Regions from separate parts of the Hordeum vulgare genome. Here region 1 is linked to region 2. A link is a contact called in public Hi-C data. All regions are on one chromosome and are shown on one strand. Each heading gives the region's core, a stretch centred on a gene start, on an enhancer-like site or on the middle of the called end of the contact. The rest is flanking DNA. Distances are from core to core; before and after follow the strand shown.

Region 1 (2,928 bases), core at 26-2,525, 33 kb after region 2:
ACGACGTCACCGCCTATTCTGCCTGATCTTTGCCGCTATGGCATGGACCGTGTGGAAGACTCGCAATAAGATGGTGATGGAACAGATCTTCGTGAGGCAGTCGGCTAACTCCTTCAAATTTCTTGCTTTTATGCAGCATTGGCACCCCCTCTCTAGGCAGCGAGGCCGGGACCGTGTGGATGGCATGATGGATGCGCTTCACGCTACGGCGTGTCGTCTTGAATTCCGATAGGGCTGACGTTCTCTTGTCACTAGGTGACTTTTTTTATTTCTTTTATTTTCTTTGGGCTAGAATGTCCCGTTGTCCCGGCTGCTATGTGTGGTTGAACTTGTATGTGAATTGTATGGACCGTTATTTGAACCGTTGCTTTATAAAACGGGACAAAGGTCTATTTGAAAAAGAAATTGCATGGATGAGCCTACCATTTCGACAATTTTATTGTTTTTTCAATCTTAGATGCTCCGTCCGTCTCAGTTTACAAGTCCAACACATGTATTTAGGTCGTCAATTTGACCAACTTAATGAAAGGCACATATAACAAAAAAACATATCATTATAAACTTTAGATGTTTTTTTAATGATATAATTTTTATGTTAAACAATATATTTTGTATAAATTAAATTAACGATCTAGATACACGTGCATGTCTTATAAACTATGATAGAGCGAGTACAATTTGCCGCAATACTAGCTGTTAATCAATGGTGGTGCCAGTAATTCAAGCACGTGATGCCACTTTAAACTTGTGATGTCAAATGCTCCATGTGTACAGTATTTACGAATTTTATTTTACCTTTTGCTTAGCTTTAATTTGCATTTAAGCGTTTTGCACACAGCTCGAGTGTGTCTTCGCCGATGCTGTTAATTGCAGGGATGGCCTCATGTGACTTTTGGTTTTATATTGAGCTCTCCTGTTCACGTTCGTTCTTTTAATAAACTCAGTTGCCTGTGAAGAAAATGCAAACACGTGCAAAGATGGGTCAGCACCAGCTTTCCATCGTCTAGTCTACTACTCAGTTTTCGTCACCAAAGAATCGCCTATACGGATCATTTTCGCCACAGATAAAGGATCACGAAGAAAACAACCGGTCTCTCGCTCGATGGACGCCGCAGACAGTGACACCTCATTCTCAGGGGCAAAGCGTGCATTCCACGCAGGGCAGGTTAGACAGAAGAAGAAGAAAATGGGAAGGAAGGCATCGTGATGGTGGCGTAGTCCGAGATTATTACTTGGTCGAACGAGGCGCGCATCCACGGACGAAACCCCCGAGGCCTCCCGTCCCGTGAACCCGAGATCCGATGAGCGGGTGCACGCGGATCAGCGGGCCGGATCACATGACGGACGCGCTCGCGCTCGTGCCTCCGTCCTTCGACGCGTTCGTGACTTGCTCTCGGCCGAGTCGTGTACCCCTGGTTTCCTGCGTCCATCGGTGCTCACAGCCACAGGTATCGTGCGAGCCAACCGGAGCCTTTTGACGTGGAGGGATAATAACCTGCAGGAAAAGAGCCGGGTTTAGGTCAGGTGACGGGCGCGTCGCACCGATCGAAAGCTTCGCTTCTCATCCCCGTGACCGCAGGTGGACGCCCGTAGCATTGATGGCGCCGTCGCCGTTAAGCGTGACGACGTCCCGCCGGGAGAAATGGGCGGAATGTTTCGTGTGCCTTTTCGTGCAGGTCAATGGCGTGCCGTTTTCGCCGGTAGACTCTTGCGTGATCCGCTCAGCTCGCCCGCCATCCGTGTCCGGCCTCGGCGCCCGTCCCGTGAGGATTTGTTGCCTCTATCTTTGCCTTTGCGTGGTGACCAGTCAAGTGCACCCAGCCCCGTACCCGTGTAAGAGTGCAAGTGCGATTCTGGATCGGTCGATCCCTGTGATCTCGGACAATCTTTCTCGGGACGTGCGGTGACCGCATTTATCATAGCCGGCTCACGTTGTCGGCGGCGAGGTAATTAAGCCCGCATTTATGCAGCGTGGGCATGGCATCCCCGGGAAAGTTCATTGGGCACGTGGACAAATTTTATGTTTTAACGTTTTATATACTCCCTCCGTACCGGAATATAAGTCGCTGGAGTAGCTTATATTCCAATACAGAGGGTGTACTACCAAAATGTAGAATTAATTTTTTTAATTTTTTTTATCTGTTTTGGTCATGCCAATATTCCTCGCGTCTTGATTGCAGGAAGACGTTATGGCCCTTGCTGGATGCTGGCGTCTAGTCCGTGTCTCGCACAATCGGATGACCCGTTAACATACTAATGTGGCAAACGACCAGACGCCAATGATCCTAACGTCTGGTCCTGGTAATGACCAAACGTCAAGAATCTTCATGTTTGGATGACGTAATTTATATTATTAAAAAAATTGTTTGTGTGATATGCTTGGGCCAAACCCGTTGACAAGGTTATGCGAGTTGTGCGACGACACATGACCCCCAAAATTGACAAAACTGCTTCGGTTCATCGATTGAGGAGTGTGTTGCCTCCGTTGCGTGGTTTACGACCGAGAGAAATCTTCTTTTTTAGACAACTTCACGAAGCTTTATTAGTGCACCAAGTTTACACGTATAAACAAGAGATCAACACGGGTGCCTAACCAGAAATGGCGGTCAACCCCTAGTAGTCAATGAGCTCCGAGACCAGCTCTCATGGGTTGACTGTGACGGAAGTGATCGGGCGCTTTGGTCCTGTCCTTGGAAGCGAGTTAGATTTCTAGATTTTGGTAGAGCTGCCCGTTCCAATTTTATTGATCATCCCTTGTAGCATTATCTCCCTACCACCCAGCACCGCTCTCCAAATCTCAGAAGGATGATGTGTTTGGAAAGTAGGCTGATTTCAGAATCCTTGCACTGAGAGAATTTCGTTCAACTAGGACTCTCCATGCTTGACGAGCTAACAGTGCCAAGTTGAAGATCTCCATGTCCCTAAAAC
Region 2 (3,001 bases), core at 376-2,875:
CACTGGCAGCAGTTACTCTATTAGTCTTAGCACTGAAACAGTTTGGGGCAAAAGTGTCGTTGGAGTCCCCAATTTCATCATCATCGTCATCGAATCCAAATAACCTCGATTCAGCATCATCAATCTCATCTTCAGGCGGTGGTGGGCACCAAATATTATCACCAAAGTCGAAGATAGAGGATGGCCCATGGCTTGGTCTGCTGTTCTCAGCGATGCTAACATCAGCCAGGTCATGAGGATCATCTGAGTCGATCGCTGCAATTGCACCATTATCAGAAGCATCATTCTGCCTCGCGGCACAAGTAGGACTCTCTGTGGGGCTTGGGGTCATCGATCTGTATGTTGAGTTACTAACACTAACACTAGAATCTGTATCTGAAAAGTCATTTAAGAAGTAAGTCCCAGGGGCTAAAAATTGGACCCTGGGTTCATGAGCCTCCTCGTCGTCCGCTTGCCTGCATCAACAATCATTCAGAACTCGTCAACAGTGGCCAGAGCTAGACAACCAACCTCTACTCCTCAAGCCATCAGCATCCATCAACATCAACCACTACTTCCAAAGAAAGAGGGGCGATAATTAAAGCCATTCTAAGTAATTGACCAGACATTTTACACTTATTAGCAGGCAACGGAAGTAAATAATAAATGATTTACTAGTTCACTTCCATATCATTTGGAGTACTACTATAGTTTAGTGTTAGGAACCAATTAGTTTTGCACTATAGATAGAGACAGAGATTTTCGTTACCTAATATCGCGGTCTGGAGGAGGGGAGCCCGGCGCCACGTCGCTTTTGCTCCTGGATCTCGCCTCGGGCGCCCGCAGCGGCGTCGTGGGCGGCTCGGCAGGCGACGCCGGGCTGTTTGGCCGCCCGGGCGGGCCGCCGCCATGCCCCACCGATCGGCGGCGTCGCGTCTCTATGCGCGCGAGGGCGTCACCATCGGCGCCGCCCTTGTGCATGTGGCGCTGCGGGTAGTCGGCGACGAGGGATCTGGCCTTCTCCGGTGCGCCCATCGCCGCGAAATCCAGCACGCCCATCCCTACCAGACCACCACGCTACGCTCAAACCAACCGACTAAAAAAAACTGCCAGAAAAATGGAGCAAGAAACAACGGGGCGCGCCGAACCTACGCGACGCGGACGCGCGGAAGATTCCTTCCTCCCAAAGCCACCGTCCACCCCCACCAACGCGCGCGGAACTAACTGGCGTGCCCAGGCCCTGGGGGGCGGGGGCGCTGGGAGATGGAGCCGTGCTCCGGCGAGGACGCGATGGAGCGGGGCTCCGGCGAGGAGGCGGTGGAGCGGGGATTCAGCCAATGCGGGAGCGGCGGGCAGCGGCGAGAGGATCGGGGCCGGAGAAGCGCGGCTTGGCTGCAGATTTGGGAGCTTTGGAGGGGTGGGAACGCGTGCGTTGGCGAGAGCTTGGAGGGGAGGGAGAGGGCAGGGGAAGGCGGGCGGCGGCGGCGAAGCGGCGGTGCTTATTATACGGATATGGAGATTGGGAGGGAGATTTGAGAGTGAATACTAGTAGTAGGAATGTGACACCGTAAAATGGGGACGCTAACGGCGAGGGGAAGCGGCGTGCGCTGTCGAAATCCCGTTTCCTCCTTCCGGTTTCGCCTTGTGGAATTGTGGAGTACGGTGGATATATGGCGGGGGTACCTATTATAGGACGGATGATTATCAATGCAAGGAAATATGCAATAATGCAAGGAAATATGCAATGGATGTCGATGTAATCTTATCTGTGGCACTTAATGATGTCCATCTTTTCTTGATTATTTTTTGCTGATTATTAATAACCTAAAATAATTCACTGTCCACTTTAAAAACAGACCGCGAACGTGCGGAAACTAGGTCTTACCATTGTTTTCGCAGCGCACGAGTGTGAAGTGTATATGCAACACATGTGATGGCATGGTGACGCGTGTGTTCTACACGCGAACACGTGTAAGTGGACGATATTTAAAATAGAATGAAATGAAAAATTATATGTATCATTGTTGATAATGGGCCATTATCAATGGCATATAATGGTAGGATTTAAATATACTTGTATCACTAAGTTTAGTTTTGAAGGAGAAAGCTTGGGAAAGATAATGAAAATATCTCATAAAACAAAATATGCCTTGTAATTCCTGACAAATATGAAGAGAATATTTTTTATAGAAAGGGATGGGGAGACTAGATGTTGATTATTAACCGCAACGAAAATATATCCCTCGGTAAACATACCCTTATCTATTACACTTGTCATTGCATGTTACTAACTACTCCCTCCGTTTATTTATATAAGGTGTATTTTTTAAGTCAAACAAGATCATGTTTGACCAAGTTTGTAGGAGCATATACCAACACCCATAATATAAAGTTCATATCATTTGAACCATCATGACAAGTAATTTCATATTTTATCTATTCGGTATTGCATATATCGTTAGTTTATTTTATAATCTTGGCCAAACATTTAAATGGTTGACTTGCACGAAAAATAGTACACCTTATATTCTGAAACGAACAGAGTACATAATTGTAAAAGCATGCCTGGTCTAAGGAAAGTGAAATGCATTGATTCTTTTTATCTATGTCTTAATAATGGGACATAATTAATGGCGGACTATGTAGATCTTTGATGTAGGGTACTTTATTTGCTTATATATTTGTTATCAATGCACTGGACGCACATACCCTCAAAAAATGCACTCGATGCACATAGTCGAGGAAGTATACATAATATAATATAATGATATTTTAATATTATGTGATAACATTAAATACTCATTCAGTGCGAAGTTGCATACTTTTTCTCTAAAGGAGCGCAATATTTGAGATGCTACATTGGTCGTTGTTTAAAAAATATATACTAGTTAAAAGATGTTTAAATTCAAAAAAAATATGAAGATTCTAATGGTACGGTGTTTTCCTAGCATGTTAATTAGTTGTCAAATATAAAGAAGATTTGGTCATAGTTTAATGTAAAAATCGTACATTTTGGAGTGTA

The links. Hi-C and Micro-C count contacts between places; a contact is called where the count stands out from the background.
Region 1: a Hi-C map of leaf shows a contact between it and region 2, with 2.5 times the contacts expected there. The contact joins the enhancer-like site here to the promoter of LOC123396129 in region 2. A contact is called at or near these places in 3 of 6 Hi-C or Micro-C datasets (leaf and seedling) and 1 of 1 datasets of contacts at active chromatin or transcription factors (embryo).

The regions. Positions count from the first base shown.
Region 1 is chr5H:425,268,111-425,271,038 of MorexV3_pseudomolecules_assembly, forward strand. No RefSeq gene overlaps it. Among protein-coding and RNA genes, the nearest start is that of LOC123396129, 33 kb to the left of the region's middle. Within about 2 kb of position 1,276, at least 3 of the 3 cell types and tissues checked have open chromatin away from gene starts, as enhancers often do. A contact at or near this core is called in leaf and seedling, where this site is marked.
Region 2 is chr5H:425,234,755-425,237,755 of MorexV3_pseudomolecules_assembly, forward strand. It overlaps LOC123396129 (putative 1-phosphatidylinositol-3-phosphate 5-kinase FAB1C), which reads right to left and starts at 1,626. Exons shown (of 12, transcript XM_045091179.1): 1 at 1,132-1,626; 2 at 749-1,040; 3 at 1-455. The coding sequence starts at 1,038.